Regions from separate parts of the Mus musculus genome. Here regions 1, 2, 3 and 5 are each linked to region 4. Evidence: chromatin contacts called from public Hi-C, HiChIP or PLAC-seq and capture Hi-C data. All regions are on one chromosome and are shown on one strand. The core of a region is the stretch at or near the end of the contact, and the rest is flanking DNA. Distances in the headings are between cores, read along the strand shown.

Region 1 (2,700 bases), core at 27-2,526, 510 kb before region 4:
TCTTTTTGTGGGAGGCAGGGCATGATGCCTGTTTGTTTTCTGATAGAGAAAGGAGGCTCAGAATTGGGTGGGTGGGGAGGATCTGGGAGGAGGCAAGGAAAGGTACACCATCCAAGACAGTAACAGATCCTGATGTTCACTGCAGGTCCGAGCTTCTTGGATCTTTTTCGCCTATGATCTCTGCTTGCCTTGGTAAAGTTTCTAAGTGTGTAGTGTACGGTATGCAGGGATGTGTGTATGCGTGTTTGGACATGTATAAGCATGTCTTGCAGCATCCATAGTGTGGCTGTATCAACCAACTTCATGGTTTGTTCCTAAATCTTCACACGTGTTATCCTGATGGCCAGGTCTCTCTCTCTCTCTCTCTCTCTCTCTCTCTCTCTCTCTCTCTCTCTCTCTCTCTCTCTCTCTCATCCAGAAGGAAAACATTCCCTTATCTTCTATTATAAATATAAGTTGAACATGATTTTTAAATTACCTTGTCTCTGCATGCAGCAATGCTCTCTTCAGAGGAACGTATTGTTTGGTTACAAAGTAAAATTCTAGAGATACGCACATGTTGAATCAACCTCCAAGGACTCCTTCCGTTTCCACAAATGCAGTTATCAGTAGCACAAGAAAGGAAATGGCGTGTAAGTGGCTAAGCTTCAGAGATGTGCCTTTCCTGATGTGGAGATGTGGAGAGAGAGAGAGAGAGAGAGAGAGAGAGAGAGAGAGAGAGAGAGAGAGAGAGAGAGAGAGAGAAAGTTTACCAGAAGCAGAACCACCACTGCCAAGAAGCTAGCTTCAGGCTTCCTGATTCAATATGTGCCTGTTATATGCCATGGTCTCCATTTTTAGTGTGTGTGTGTGTGTGTGTGTGTGTGTGTGTGTGTGTGTGTGTGTGTTTCTCTGTGTGTAAGTACATGTGCATGTGTTTATATGCCTGTAGAGATAGGACAACCATGGCTGTCATCCTGAGGAACACCAAGTATCTTTGAGAAGGGATCTCTCCCTGGCCTGCAGCTCATCAAGCAGGTAAGGCTGAGAAGCATTGCACAGGGGCCTGCGGAAAAGCTATCATTCTGAGGAAAGCCTCCACATGGCATCTGCTAATGCCAGGTCAACAGGATAATCAGTCTCCCAGGACCATCGCAGGGGCTTTCTGTCATGAGTAGAGCTGTGTTTCCTCAGGTCCACATGCTGAGTGAGATCTTAGCAGTCATTGCCCCAGAATGGGACTTGACTTGGAAGTAATAAAGCAAGGATGACATCATTAGCATGTGACCCAGTGTGGTAGGCATCCTGATTCAAAAGAAGTGTGAACTCAGAGTCAGACATGAAGAGGAAAGGGTACAGAGAGACCTAAGAATGCCTTGCCTCTTCTCCTATGAGCAAACCAGTGGTTATGCCTCCCAGGGGCAGGAAAGAGACCATAATCAGGCTTCCCTCAGTCTACTAGGGAGAGTGTGGGCCCAGTGCTTTCCAGAACCGTGAGAGCCAGTTTCTGCTGCTTACATCCTTAAGCTTCTGGAATTTTGTTCTAATAGCATTCACATAAGCTCCTGGTATTTTGTTGTGATAAAATACAAATATGTTCACAAACCAAGTATGTTTTCCCTGGTTTGTTTTTTGTTTTTGTTTTTGTTTTTTTTTCATTTTCTTTGTATACGCGTAGTCTTCTACCCTTGTCTCGTTCAGCTTACTTTGTTAAGTGGTTGGTTTTCTAGTTGTTTTCAACAGGCAACCTATGGGCAAGGGGATGCTTGAAGAATGCAGAGCAACACACAGCAGATGGAGGAACTGAGTCTGCTCATCTTCACAACCTTCAGCCCAGACACCCTTCCAAGAAACCGCCACTATGACTTGAATCTTATGTTTTTCATTTTATGATTTATTCTTATTTCTTGTTGTTGTTGTTGTTAAATTCCAATTTTATGCCTTTTGTATTTTCAGTCTTCATTAAGACTTTTATTCACATCCTCTTTAAAGAACCTGCAACATATTCAATTGTAATTTTGAAGTCCTTGTCTATGCTTTGGCTATTGCATTATGATTGATGGCTTCTGGAGGAGGTGTCTTATCTTGACTGCTCATGTTTGTGATTTTTTGCACTGGGATCTAAGCATCTGGAGTTATGGTGTCTGAGGTGTTTCTTGATATATTTGGTCTTGTTTTTGTTGGATGGGTGTCTGTGGTGGTTTGTATATGCTTGGCACCAGGGAGGGGCACTATTAGGAGGTGTGGCCTTGTTGGAATAGATGTATCCTTGTTGGAGGAAGTGTGTCACTGTGTGGGTAGGCTTTGAGAGACCTTCCTCCTAGCTGCCTGGGAGTTAGTCTTCTCCTAGCAGCCTTCAGATGAAGATGTAGAACTCTCAGCTCCTCCCACACCATGCCTGCCCAGAGGCTGCCATGTTACCACCTTGATAATAATGGACTGAACTTCTGAACCTGTAAGCCAGTCCCAGTGAAATGTTGTCCTTATAAGAGCTGCCTTGGTCATGGTGTCTGCTCACACCCATGGAAACCCTGACAGGGTAAGACAATGTCCAATCCTTTTGTTGTTGTTACCCATACTGGATTTTAAGTAAATATAGTACAGATCAGGGGGTGACACGAAGGAATGTGGATGGTCAATAAGGAAAGGCTGACAGAGGCAGCGGGTAAAAGCTGGGGGTATCCTGAATCTGCACCTAGAGGCAGGTTCCCCAGGGAATCA
Region 2 (2,700 bases), core at 6-2,505, 420 kb before region 4:
ATGGGCCTGGCCTGTGTCTGCCTGTCCCCAGGTCAGTTTCTTACCCTTCTCCTGCCCTGCTCTCTCACTTGGGGAGGGGGTGGTGTCTCCTGCAGGCTGCCTTTCCAGGGTTCCTATGGGGCAGCATCTGCTTGGGCGCAGCCAATGGAAGGCAGCAGAGAGTGACCGGCTGGTGTGAAGGAGCAAAAGTATTTCTCCTTGGTTTTCCACATCAGAGTCAGCAACTGCTGAGGGTCCTGCCCCATAGACCCAACCAGGGCTCCCCTCTGCCTCCTGACCCCATGCCCTAAGACCTTCCCATGGTTCTAATCTTGGGAGTCTTGGCGTCTCAGACCTCTGCCACCCACACAGCCAATTCTGCTTCAATGTGGTACTGCTTGCTGGCTTCTGGAGCCAAAGGTCTAAAATGCAAGCTGGTCTCCAGGTCAGCAGTCCTTAATCCGAGTTCCCCTGGTTGAAAACAGTCTGGAAACTTTTGCCAGCCTAACCCATACATTTACATCTTGCTCCTCGCCGCCCCACCCCCCACCCCATTCATGACTCAGTGGAACCAAAGATCCATTTTCCTATCCTCATTTCCATAGGCTTAGAGTGACTCATTTGAAGGTTGGCGAAGCTGTGAAGCAGGAGTCATCTCTGAGCACCTTTCTGTCTTCTCAGCAATCATAGTAAATATTGGATTCTGTGTGGGCTAGCTCGAGAAAACATACTTCCCCTTTCTCCGGAAGACAGGCATCTCAACATGGCTTCCTGTCACAGTTGCTTTCTCTCATCTTTAATTTAGGAGGTCAGCCTGATTTACGCTGGAATTGGTGGCTGTGGTTAATGGACTCCGCATACTAATCTACCTTCTTACATCAAACATCAGGGGAGGGCTTTCATCGGAGTAGAGGTAGTTAGCAATGTTTTTATGCCACGGTGACGAAAGACATCTATCACCCTCAGTGTCTGTTTCATTGAAGCCACTAAAATCAACTCCAAAGCCATCTTTGTGCCAGACAGCCAAAGATTCCGTCTTCATCTTAAGCTCGCAAATCTGCAGTTGCTGCAGAACTTCACGTTTCCCACCGAAGTCCTTCTCCCTGGTCTGTTTTAACAACCCCTACCGGAATGGGTTCCTAACGGGCAAGGGAAGCTGTAGTCACAGCAACTGGGAGCTGGCAGAGCCAAAGGAGCTGCCTTGGGAAGAGTTCTGCTGTCTGCGAGTTTTGAGCAGTTGGAGCTGGCCAGAGTGGAAGGCCATGGGAGCATTCACAGGAAGTCGATGTTTCCTGACCATTCACAGGAAGTCGATGTTTCCTGACCAGCTCACCCCGTTCCCGACTCTTCCAGCAATTTCATGTCTACAACTAAAGCGTTTTGCCTTGTAAGTTCCTGCTGGAGGCCTCTTGAGACAGTGGGTGGTTTTTTATTTTGTTGGTTTTGTTGTTGTTTTGATTCTCAACTTCTGCCAAATGTGTGAGGAGCAAGGTCCACAGAGTATAGATGTCCCGATGTTTTAGAGATGTGACTTCCATTGTATTTTTTTTCTTTTCTTATTTTTACCTTCCTTTATTTTATATTCTCTAATTTGGATACAGCCACAGTAACCGGATGGGTCTGAAATCCCAACCATTTAAGACATCTTGGCTCTGACCCCCTATTGGAATGAGACTCTTGTCAAGACACTGAGGGGGTGAACTTGATAAATTCTCCTTTTCCTGTGTCTTAAGTAAATCTGAATGGGAGAAGGGGTGAGCGCTGGCTACTTTCCTTGTTCTTGTAACAAAGTATCCAGCACAAGCGGCTTAAGGGAGGAAGGGTCTGTTTCTGCAGCAGGTAAAAGTGCAGCCCATTAAGGCTGCAGAGGCAAAGCAGCAGGAGTGTGGGCTGGCTGGTCCCTCCCACATACACCCCCCCCCCCCCCCCCCCCGCCACATCCACCGTCAGGAGGGAGGGAGGGATGAACATTTATGCCTATGTTGATGCGTAGCTCAGTTTCACCAGATCAATCCTCAGACACTGCACATTCAGGGTAGGTAGGTGAAGTCTCTCTGAAACTCCTTCCACAAAATGATGACAAAGCAAGAAAGCCCTTGCCAGATGCAGATGCTCTTACCCCTCAAACCTGCTCCCCAGTCTCCAGCCCCAATAAACCTCCATTGTTCCCGACTTACACAACCTCTGTATTCTGATAAAGAGCAGAACATGAACCAGAACCAAGAGAAAGACCAAAGCAAGGGCCCTCTGTCTCTTCCTAACTTCCTAGCTCTGGCCTCTGCTTCCCTTCGGGATAGTCCTAGGCAGAGTCACATGGTCACGTCTTACCAAACAGGTTACTTATTGCTCCAGAAAGCAACATGCCCAAAAGATCTGAAATTATACACAGTTCAGTAGACCCAGGAAGTCTAGGTCTTTGCTGGTTTCACTTGCTACCCCCAGACTTAAGAAAAAGACCTCTTTCTGCTCTCCTGCACCTCCCCATACAAAGTTCAAATGTTTTTAAGAAAGATGGGGTGCAGTCTATTTCAGAAAGCTTTATGTGCAGCTAAATGAGCTGACAAGAAAGAGACTTATGTTACTTGGAGGGTGGGGTGGGGGAGAAGTCTTCCATAAAGACAATGTACTATTATTTTAAAGTTGGCACAAACAAAATTAGTCTCTGGAAATGATACATTTACCCGTGTGAACTAAAGTAACTTATTCCATCTGCCGGGGTAG
Region 3 (2,700 bases), core at 136-2,635, 280 kb before region 4:
TAAAGAGGAAATAGCCAGGGTCAACCATTGAGCTGTTGAATGGCTACTTCAGTTAGAAGAGATGACTTAAGAGGATTAATAAGCACATGTTTTGGTCACTACACAGGCCTGTGAGTCAGGTCCCCAGAGCACGAGGCCCAGATCATGGGCTCCTTGAGACCAGCTCATCTGACCTGCATGGCCGGAGCTTCCAAGCTAGAGAAATGTGGACTCAAATAGCATCTCCACCCTTTCCTCCCTAGGTAAGTCCCTTGTTCTAGCCAACCCTTGGTGTCTTCATCTTCCCATCCAGCTGAGTTGTGATTTGAAGTAACCTACCTACTCTTACTACATAGTAGACTCCCCACTAAGTGGAGCAAATATTGCTGAGAAAGAGCTGGTAGCACTAGCCTCTAGCAGCTGTTTGGAAAATGTATGTGGAGGTTGCTCAGATAGACAGTCTGCTCAACTTCTTGATTCTTGAGTAAAACTAAGGATGTGGTCCACCGTGATGGTGCTTGCATGTGCAGAGACAGTTCACAATAAGTATGTTTTCTTCCATTATTTGCAGAGCTGTCTCCAAGAAAACCAGGAAGGACGTTAGGATAATTTTACATAAATGAGCTGTTCCTGCCTTTGTGCTTATTACCCCTCTCTTCAACCTGCCCTTTGACCCTCAAACTTTGTCCTTTCACCCAACACAGTGAGTCCTTTCTACACTTCTGCCTCAGTTTGCTTAGTATTCAACCCAATGTTCCAGTCTAGCTATGAACATTGTTCTCTGTCTGCATAGCTAGACAGTCGCTTCAGTCTGGTAGGTGCCCTGAAAACCGAGGTGTGGAGATTTGTGTGTGTAGAGGTTTACTAACTGCGTGTACTCAGAAGGCCCTATCAGAGAGAAGGGCAACTGGTAGGACTCAGTGTCAGGAGATGCCGTACCTTGATGTAGCCACAGCTGATGCAACAAGGGGCTAATATACCCATTCGAGGTAGCTGCAAATTGTACCAGTAGGCTATATACAATACCTAGAAAGGGGATCCCAGCCCTCTTACAGCTAAGGAATGTGTGTCTTCCACTGAGACATCTGGTCAAACTTACAATGGGACAGATCATATACAATGCCTTGCCATGAGGCCTACCCAATCCCTCTACTCTCCCTTATTCAACCTGTGATAAGACTGTCACTCCTATGAGGTATTTCCATCTACCTCTTGCTGTTGACACTGAGTTTAGAAGCCACAAAGTGCAAAGCCTACTCTTATGTCACGTCTTAAAACCTCCAGTGAATGTGTAGAATGAGAAGACGATGCCTCCTAAACATAAGCAGTGATGGGTGGCGTTCTTATGGCTGAAGTTTCCAACACTTCAGCACATTTACATGCACTCAAGACTTCTTAGTCTGGTTCCTCATTTTGTTTATAGGAAAGAATATTTCATGAGTAATGATATAATTCTATTCTTACACAATTGCCATTGGGGTTTTCATTTCCTTTATTTGCTCAAGTTTCCTTTATAAAGTTTTCTCCTGAAAATATGACAAGAAACCCTGTGAACTGGAAGGAAAAATCAGGCTGGATGAACAACGTTAAACAAAGAATATTTCCAAATTTCACAAAATAAAGTGGCTTATTTGGGTAAGAAACATGTAAATGTGTCTGTCCCATAATAATAGGTTTCATGAGTGAAAAAGAACTGTGTAAAACAAATGAACAAGACCACGTGCTTCTACAAACTGGAGAAATGCAGGCATGAGAGGTATTAGTATCTAAACGTGTATACTTTTATAACACAGAATATAAGTTATGTTATTGTATGAACTATATATACTTATATGCATTTCTATATAAATGCCTCATATATACACACAGGTGAATGAGGGCATGCACACATGCATATACTTCCTGGTGGGTAGCTGGTATCATTTGAAAAAGTGTGCCACTCATTCAGGCAGACTCTTTGCTGAATGAAGGGTTGAAGCTCTGAGTCAGGTCTGGTGGTCCAGCACCTCCTAGGCTTCCAAATTCACTTGCCATACCAGAACTCACAGATCTCCTAACACCAATATGCCACTTGGGTCTTAGGACCCTCTACTAGTGAATGGCATGGACTCTGTCCATCCCCCACTGATCTTCTTCAGGGCACTTGCGAACTATCTGACCCACTGTGAGGTGGCCCAGATGCCTTAAGAAAGCCTGGCTCTCAAACCTCTATGATTGCCTGGGCCTATAACCTGACCTTGTTGCAGGTGTCTGTGAACAGATCAGCCCACTGGATTCACTGATGTTGGCCTTCAGAGTGGTGCTGCTGCTCTGATTTGACTCATTCACTTGGGAAAGAAGATTCTTCATGGATCTGGACTCACTGTTTACCTGAACTTGAACCAGCTCTTATGTCTCTCAGTATTCCTAGGATGGTGTTGGATCCCATCTATAGATACCTAGAATAGTGGAGTGTGATCAGTTCTCTCTCTCTCTCTCTCTCTCTCTCTCTCTCTCTCTCTCTCTCTCTCTCTCTCTCTCTCTCTCTCTCTGTCTCTCTCTCTCTCATTGCTGCATTTACTCTGATCTACCCTTCCCCCATCCTCACCCATGATAGGCTTCTTGTCACATAAGGTGGTCAGGAATGGCCTCCAACTCTAAGGTGTTTGAATACTTGCTCCACAATGGTCATGACTGTGGATCTTTGCAATGGATGTCGTCTCATCATTTTCCCAGGATGGT
Region 4 (2,700 bases), core at 169-2,668:
TCAGAAGTTAAAGCCACCAAGATGGCTCAGGGGCTCAGTGCCTGCCCACCATGCCTGATGGCCTGCTGCTATCACTCCCCAGGCAGCAAGCATATGGTGCAAGATAAGAACTGAGCCCCCCACCCCAAAGCTGTCCTTTGTCTTCCAGATAATGCATGTGTGCATGCACCTGCCCAGATGCACCCGCTAACCCCCACACACAAATAAATAAAAATATCTAAATAAAAAAAAGGAAGGAAGGAGAGAGAGAAGAGGGGTTATAGAGATGGCTTGGTGGCTTAGAGCACCTGCTGTCCCTGCAGGGGACCAGGTGATTCCCAACACTGTTCAGCTGACAAGTGTCTCTAACTCCAGTTCCAGGGGATCCGATGCCCTCTTCTGGTCTCTGTGTGCACTGAACACACAGGGCGAGCACACAAACGAGCATGCACATATGCACACACATAAATAAACTTTTCAAAGAATGACTAAGTAACTTAGGGTCGAGGAAGGGAGGGAGGGAGGAAGACACCAGGGTCCGCTTCTGATCTCCAGGTGTCCGTGCTCGGGTCAGCACACCTGCACACGCCTGCACGCGTGTGCTTATGTCTGCACAAATGAAGGCATAGTCTAATTAAACATAGAGTGCGAATAATGCTTCCATGAAGTAAAACCTGCCTCGGCTGTGGTAAGCGCCTCACCCACCCCAGCCACTTAGGACATTTCCTTTGCAACAGTGGGTGTCGGTGTCAGCCAACAGCACCGGCATCCTGCGCTGTAGGATGGAAAATGGGACCTGTATGAAAATGAGACTTTGCCTAGCAGGCTACTTTTTTAGTTACTTCTCTCTGTGGTGAGGTAAAATAGTCCTTCTCCCATTTTAATCAAGCCTACGATGAAGCAGAGAGTCAGGTTCCCTATAAGGAGAGACAAAGTCTTGTAGCCTGGCACTGCCATGTCATAAAACTAACTGTGGTTTTGGGGTGTCGGTCTACCACCAGCAGAGAGTAAATGGAGGGGGAAATCTCTGGCAGGGCTGCGTTCTGGATGAAGCTCTTTGCAGGTCGGTGAACTCAGCGAAGTGCCAGACTTCTGTGTAGGAAGGCCAGCAAACACCTCCCTGGCATAACTGGAGGTGTGTAACAAGGCCCTGCTGGCCATAAAATTGCTCTTCCCAAAAACCTACAGCGGTTTGGGCATCCTCTGCAAGATGCACCTTAGTCCAACGGTGGTTGCACCCCAGAGCACGCGCGCGCGCGCGCGCCACACACACACACACACACACACACACACACACACACACACACACGATGGAGCTGGCAAAGTAGTGAAAGGCAGAAAAAGAAGTATGATCACGGGAGGCCCTGTCAGTGAAGACGCTGTGGAAAATGAAGGCTTTGAGGATGGCACAGCTTAGAAGGGGAAGTGTGGGTTGGAGCGGGGAGAGGAGTCTCAAAACCCAGTGAGTGACTGGACTGGAGAGTGCCTTCGCCTTAAAGGGCCGGCTGCACAGGCGCCAGAACCTGAGCGCTGGCCCCTCCCCCTTCCTCCTGATCTGTATCCTGCTGAAGGAAACACTGAAAGTGGCTGATTCCTAGGAGACAGAAACTAAGGCTCTCTCCCCTTTGTGCTGGAGTCCCGGGAATGCACGACCTGCCATTATACTTAAAGTTTGTCCCACTAAATCCGCATCCAGTTCTTTTGCGAAATCGTGTGAGAACTGCTTCAGATATAAAGTCCTTCATGCAGAAAGAACATTGTCCTGGAAATGGTCAATATTTGGCAGTTTCGGTAAGTGGGTGGAAGATGCTGTCTGCACTATTTGGTCTAGGATGCAAAGCAAGCTCTTTGGGAGGAGCTGTCTGAGCCAGGTTTGCTGGCACACACCTGTAGGGAGACTGAGTTAGAGACTAGCCCAGGTTATACAGAAAGCCTTTATCTAAATAATAATTAATAATAATAAAGGCTCCATACATCAAACAAACCCCAAAACTGTCTCCTGTCTTCCAAATACAGAGTCCTGTGAACCTTCGCTTACCTACCTTTCTTCCTTCCTTCCTTCCTTCCTTTCTTTCTTTCTTTCTTTCTTTCTTTCTTTCTTTCTTTCTTTCTTTCTTTCTTTCTTTCTTTCTTTCTTTTTCTGAGACAGGGTTTCTCTGTGTAGCCCTGGCTGTCCTGGAACTCACTCTGTAGACCAGGCTGGCCTCGAACTCAGAAATCTGCCTGCCTCTGCTTCCCAAGTGCTGGGATTAAAGGCGTGCGCCACCACTGCCCAGCTCGCTTACATTTCTGAAAGCCATGGTGCCATCACAGAAGATGGCACACATGACTGTGAAATGAGGTAAGCAAGAAAGGACCCTTCAGATGTGTGCTGGCCTTGGAGGTGGAAAGTGGGCTCTCTAAATGAGTATGTTACATGTGTGTGCAAATCTGTGCGTGGGTGTATGTCATAAATTCATGTGCACATCTGTGTGCATGTGACATATGTTTATGCATAAACGTGTACACGTATCTCCAAGTTTTATACAATAAAAGGTCTAAATGGCTAAACAAAACACAAAACAAAAACAAAAACAAAACAAAAAACAAAAAACCCCAGCAGCAGCAGTAACAGCAGTAACACTCACACTGAGATCTTGAGATCTTGGATTCTCCGCAGAAGGGATGGGATAGGTGCAGACCTGGCTATAAGAAAGTGGTCGGGACAGCAAAGAAGACAGA
Region 5 (2,700 bases), core at 113-2,612, 440 kb before region 4:
ATTTGACTTCATAATCTTCAATGCTGAGAATACCACCCCGCATAAATTCATACTACAAAAGTGGCAGACATATGATCAGGGTCCTTTCAGACATTGTTTTCAATTGTACCCTAATCTCAAGCCAAAATTCATTGAAAACTTGTTTTCACAAAACTAAAGCCAGCCAGCAACTTAGAACAGTAGTTTTTTCTTTTTTTTCTGAATTAAATGTTATCACATAATACAACTCAAAGACAAGCTGATTTGATACATTCTAAGTTATGCTGGTGGGAAAATATTAAGGTTGGTTTATTTGTTTGTTTGGCCAGGAAATGTTACTATAAGAATAGAAAATGATATGCACATTAAAACAGCAGAGTGGACTTGAACCTGAGCTGAGATATTCTGTGCAGTGTTCCTTAATGTGTCCCGGGAGCCGTGCTGGGAGCAGGGCTCTGAACCGTGTGCTGTGGCGAAATCATGTGACGCACCTTGGTTTGCTTGTGGGTTTGATACGGAATTAATTTTCGGTTGTCAGTGAGTTCAGAAACCCTTCCCTTTTACGGTTTCCTTGGCTTTTCGTGACCTCCGTGTTTAGTGATTTGATCTATAGTGTAAGGAGCTGTGTTCTAGGACTTGGAAGGAGGAGGCATGACGGGACCCACATCTCTTATAACAAACCCGATTCTCTGTGTGATGTGGAGTCCAGTTCATTTTGCACTGTGCCTGGCAGAGAGTTTGACTGGATTTAATTACCATGACCTCAAGGGTCTCAGAAAGAAGCTCCCTTCTCCTGAGCCCATGGAAGGTTTTTGGTGACATAAGAATTATGAAGATGACAACTTAATACATCCGACTGGCTAAGGAACAGAGATGACTAACTTGGACCCATGAACCCCCCCCCCTTTTTTAAGAGGTGAGGATATCACCAGGGGTCACAAGCAAAATGCGATCCTGCACCCCTCCCCTGCCCCAAGAGAGGATTTATTACTTTTTACTGGAACTCCAAGAAGATCATAATAAAAGGGGGGAGGGGGACGGGGAAGAAAAAGGAGAGGGAGAAACAGGAAAGGAAGAGGGGGAGGGGTGGAAGAGGGGGAGAGAGAAAGGAGAGATACTGAAATTGGAATTGAAGATCTTCAATCTGGAGAAGATGGGGGTGGGGGTGGGAGGCGTTCCAGCTGAGTGGGGCCTTGCAAATTCAACTTCCCCTGGCACCATTTCCTGCTACGACTGAAAAGTCTAGAAACTACACTAAGGGATTTTTTTTCCTTCTCTTTTTGTTACTTTAAAAGCAAAATGGAGTTTATTACATGTTGATTATGTTAAATTAGCCACTGCCTGTCCTCCACCCCCATCCCTTCCCCCAAGGGATGTTGAGCAACATCCTGAGGAGGAGAGGCTGGGTGTGGACCTGGGCTGTGTCTGGCCTTCTGCTGTATGTAGTAGGTGAGGCTCGATTTCTGTGACCCCCATCCTCCAAACACATCTCCCCCTTCAGGATCCAGCCTGTGACTGTTAATCCTGCCCAGCTTCATCCTCACCAAAGGGCCAATTAAAAACAGAGGCGGCTGCTGCCTATGAGTGCCGTCAAGTCAGAAATATGTGGGAGCTGTGGAAAGCTCTTCAGGATCCAAAGGGTTGAAGCCGTGATGGTTGAACGATTGTCTGAGGAACTTACATTCCAAGTCACCAGAGGCTCCAATCACACCACAAAAGTGCCAGCATATGTGTGTGCATGCTAGCAGGCTCCACAACAATGGAACATGATTGAGAATCTTGCTATTATTATTATTATTATTATTATTATTATTATTGTCAAGTTTGGACTAGTGTTTTCTCTATATGGAGAAGTTGAATGAGGATTTTAAAACCTGATGAGGAATAGATTTGGATTCTATAGTCAAATTAAATGCCAACAATCAACAGAAAAATCTTAATAGAAACAGACAGTTGTGAACTCCTTCTCGTGAAGATGCTCAATTAAAAAGGCTGTTATGCCAAAGTGTGTGTGTGCACACGTATATTTCTCTGTGTGTGGGGTATGTGCGTGTGTATTTCTGTCTCTATGTGTGTGTGTTTCTGTGTGTGTATATGTGCATGCATGATATATATATATATATATATATATATATATATATATATATATGTACACACATATGTATATGTATGTGTATGTGTATGTGTATGTGTATGTGTATGTGTATGTGTATGTGTATATGTGTGTCTGTGTGTTTGTGTGTCTGTGTGTTGCCTGTCTGTCTTTCTGTGTGTGTATGTGTTCAAAAATACTTAACCAAGAGTTAGCCCTTCCTACCTGTTAGGTAATGAGGCATTAGCATTAAAGCAAGGCATGCACACTTCCTGAATTTGCAAGTGTGTGCTATAGCCTCAGGTAGCATGGTGTCTGGTTATCTATAATACACTGAGAAATGGCATTTACAGCAAGCTACTGAATCTGTACCTAATAAATCATTATCTAATCAACGTCTATCCATTCTGTGGGCCAGAGAAAAAGAGGTCTGAAGGCTGTGTTGGTTACAGAGTGACTTAAACAATCCTGAAGACTGTTTAGTGCTGGCCATGTTCTGTGTACCTTGGGCGTCTCTGCCACTCACTGCTATAGTCAAGGCATTGGTGTTACAGACTGTGTCCATCTTACAGAAGGGAAAGCCACGGCACAGAACAATTGATTGCGACATTTGACACCTTGTCAACTGG

What was found. A called contact is a pair of places that touch in the nucleus more often than the background predicts. HiChIP or PLAC-seq counts read pairs in DNA pulled down with a chosen protein or histone mark. Capture Hi-C pulls out chosen DNA fragments and counts their contacts.
Region 1: an H3K4me3 HiChIP or PLAC-seq map of bone marrow-derived macrophages shows a contact between it and region 4, with 6 times the contacts expected there. The contact joins two enhancer-like sites. A contact is called at or near these places in 2 of 15 datasets of contacts at CTCF or cohesin (the NIH/3T3 cell line and embryonic stem cells), 2 of 484 Hi-C or Micro-C datasets (bone marrow-derived macrophages and cochlea) and 8 of 115 datasets of contacts at active chromatin or transcription factors (SST interneurons, VIP interneurons, bone marrow-derived macrophages and 5 more).
Region 2: a Hi-C map of bone marrow-derived macrophages shows a contact between it and region 4, with 24 read pairs. The contact joins two enhancer-like sites. A contact is called at or near these places in 3 of 15 datasets of contacts at CTCF or cohesin (the NIH/3T3 cell line, large pre-B cells and pro-B cells), 29 of 484 Hi-C or Micro-C datasets (the AML12 cell line, the BV-2 cell line, CD8 T cells and 20 more) and 19 of 115 datasets of contacts at active chromatin or transcription factors (the NIH/3T3 cell line, bone marrow-derived dendritic cells, bone marrow-derived macrophages and 15 more).
Region 3: a capture Hi-C map of bone marrow-derived macrophages shows a contact between it and region 4, with 7 times the contacts expected there. The contact joins two enhancer-like sites. A contact is called at or near these places in 1 of 15 datasets of contacts at CTCF or cohesin (the NIH/3T3 cell line), 1 of 484 Hi-C or Micro-C datasets (bone marrow-derived macrophages), 3 of 115 datasets of contacts at active chromatin or transcription factors (the NIH/3T3 cell line, bone marrow-derived macrophages and embryonic stem cells) and 1 of 9 other capture datasets (bone marrow-derived macrophages).
Region 5: an H3K4me3 HiChIP or PLAC-seq map of bone marrow-derived macrophages shows a contact between it and region 4, with 9 times the contacts expected there. The contact joins two enhancer-like sites. A contact is called at or near these places in 3 of 39 promoter capture datasets (the C10 cell line, hippocampal neurons and liver), 9 of 15 datasets of contacts at CTCF or cohesin (CD8 T cells, the NIH/3T3 cell line, embryonic stem cells and 5 more), 97 of 484 Hi-C or Micro-C datasets (the AtT-20 cell line, B cells, CD4 T cells and 58 more), 22 of 115 datasets of contacts at active chromatin or transcription factors (Th17 cells, astrocytes, bone marrow-derived dendritic cells and 18 more) and 3 of 9 other capture datasets (adipose tissue, embryonic stem cells and liver).

Annotation. Positions count from the first base shown.
Region 1 is chr10:67,825,942-67,828,641 of GRCm38.p6, reverse strand. No RefSeq gene overlaps it. Among named protein-coding and RNA genes, the nearest start is that of Gm51769, 37 kb to the right of the region's middle. Within about 2 kb of position 1,276, at least 1 of the 459 cell types and tissues checked has an H3K27ac peak or open chromatin away from gene starts, as enhancers often do. A contact at or near this core is called in bone marrow-derived macrophages, where this site is marked.
Region 2 is chr10:67,741,051-67,743,750 of GRCm38.p6, reverse strand. No RefSeq gene overlaps it. Among named protein-coding and RNA genes, the nearest start is that of Gm40681, 36 kb to the left of the region's middle. Within about 2 kb of position 1,255, at least 17 of the 459 cell types and tissues checked have an H3K27ac peak or open chromatin away from gene starts, as enhancers often do. A contact at or near this core is called in bone marrow-derived macrophages, where this site is marked.
Region 3 is chr10:67,594,131-67,596,830 of GRCm38.p6, reverse strand. It overlaps Gm32364 (a long non-coding RNA gene), which reads right to left. Exons shown (of 10, transcript XR_003948892.1): 9 at 2,567-2,700; 10 at 230-2,417. Among named protein-coding and RNA genes, the nearest start is that of 4930563J15Rik, 24 kb to the right of the region's middle. Within about 2 kb of position 1,385, at least 17 of the 459 cell types and tissues checked have an H3K27ac peak or open chromatin away from gene starts, as enhancers often do. A contact at or near this core is called in bone marrow-derived macrophages, where this site is marked.
Region 4 is chr10:67,316,894-67,319,593 of GRCm38.p6, reverse strand. No RefSeq gene overlaps it. Among named protein-coding and RNA genes, the nearest start is that of Gm46229, 14 kb to the right of the region's middle. Within about 2 kb of position 1,418, at least 33 of the 459 cell types and tissues checked have an H3K27ac peak or open chromatin away from gene starts, as enhancers often do. A contact at or near this core is called in bone marrow-derived macrophages, where this site is marked.
Region 5 is chr10:67,759,288-67,761,987 of GRCm38.p6, reverse strand. The region is part of intron 1 of Gm40681 (a long non-coding RNA gene); the gene reads left to right. Among named protein-coding and RNA genes, the nearest start is that of Gm40681, 18 kb to the left of the region's middle. Within about 2 kb of position 1,362, at least 38 of the 459 cell types and tissues checked have an H3K27ac peak or open chromatin away from gene starts, as enhancers often do. A contact at or near this core is called in bone marrow-derived macrophages, where this site is marked.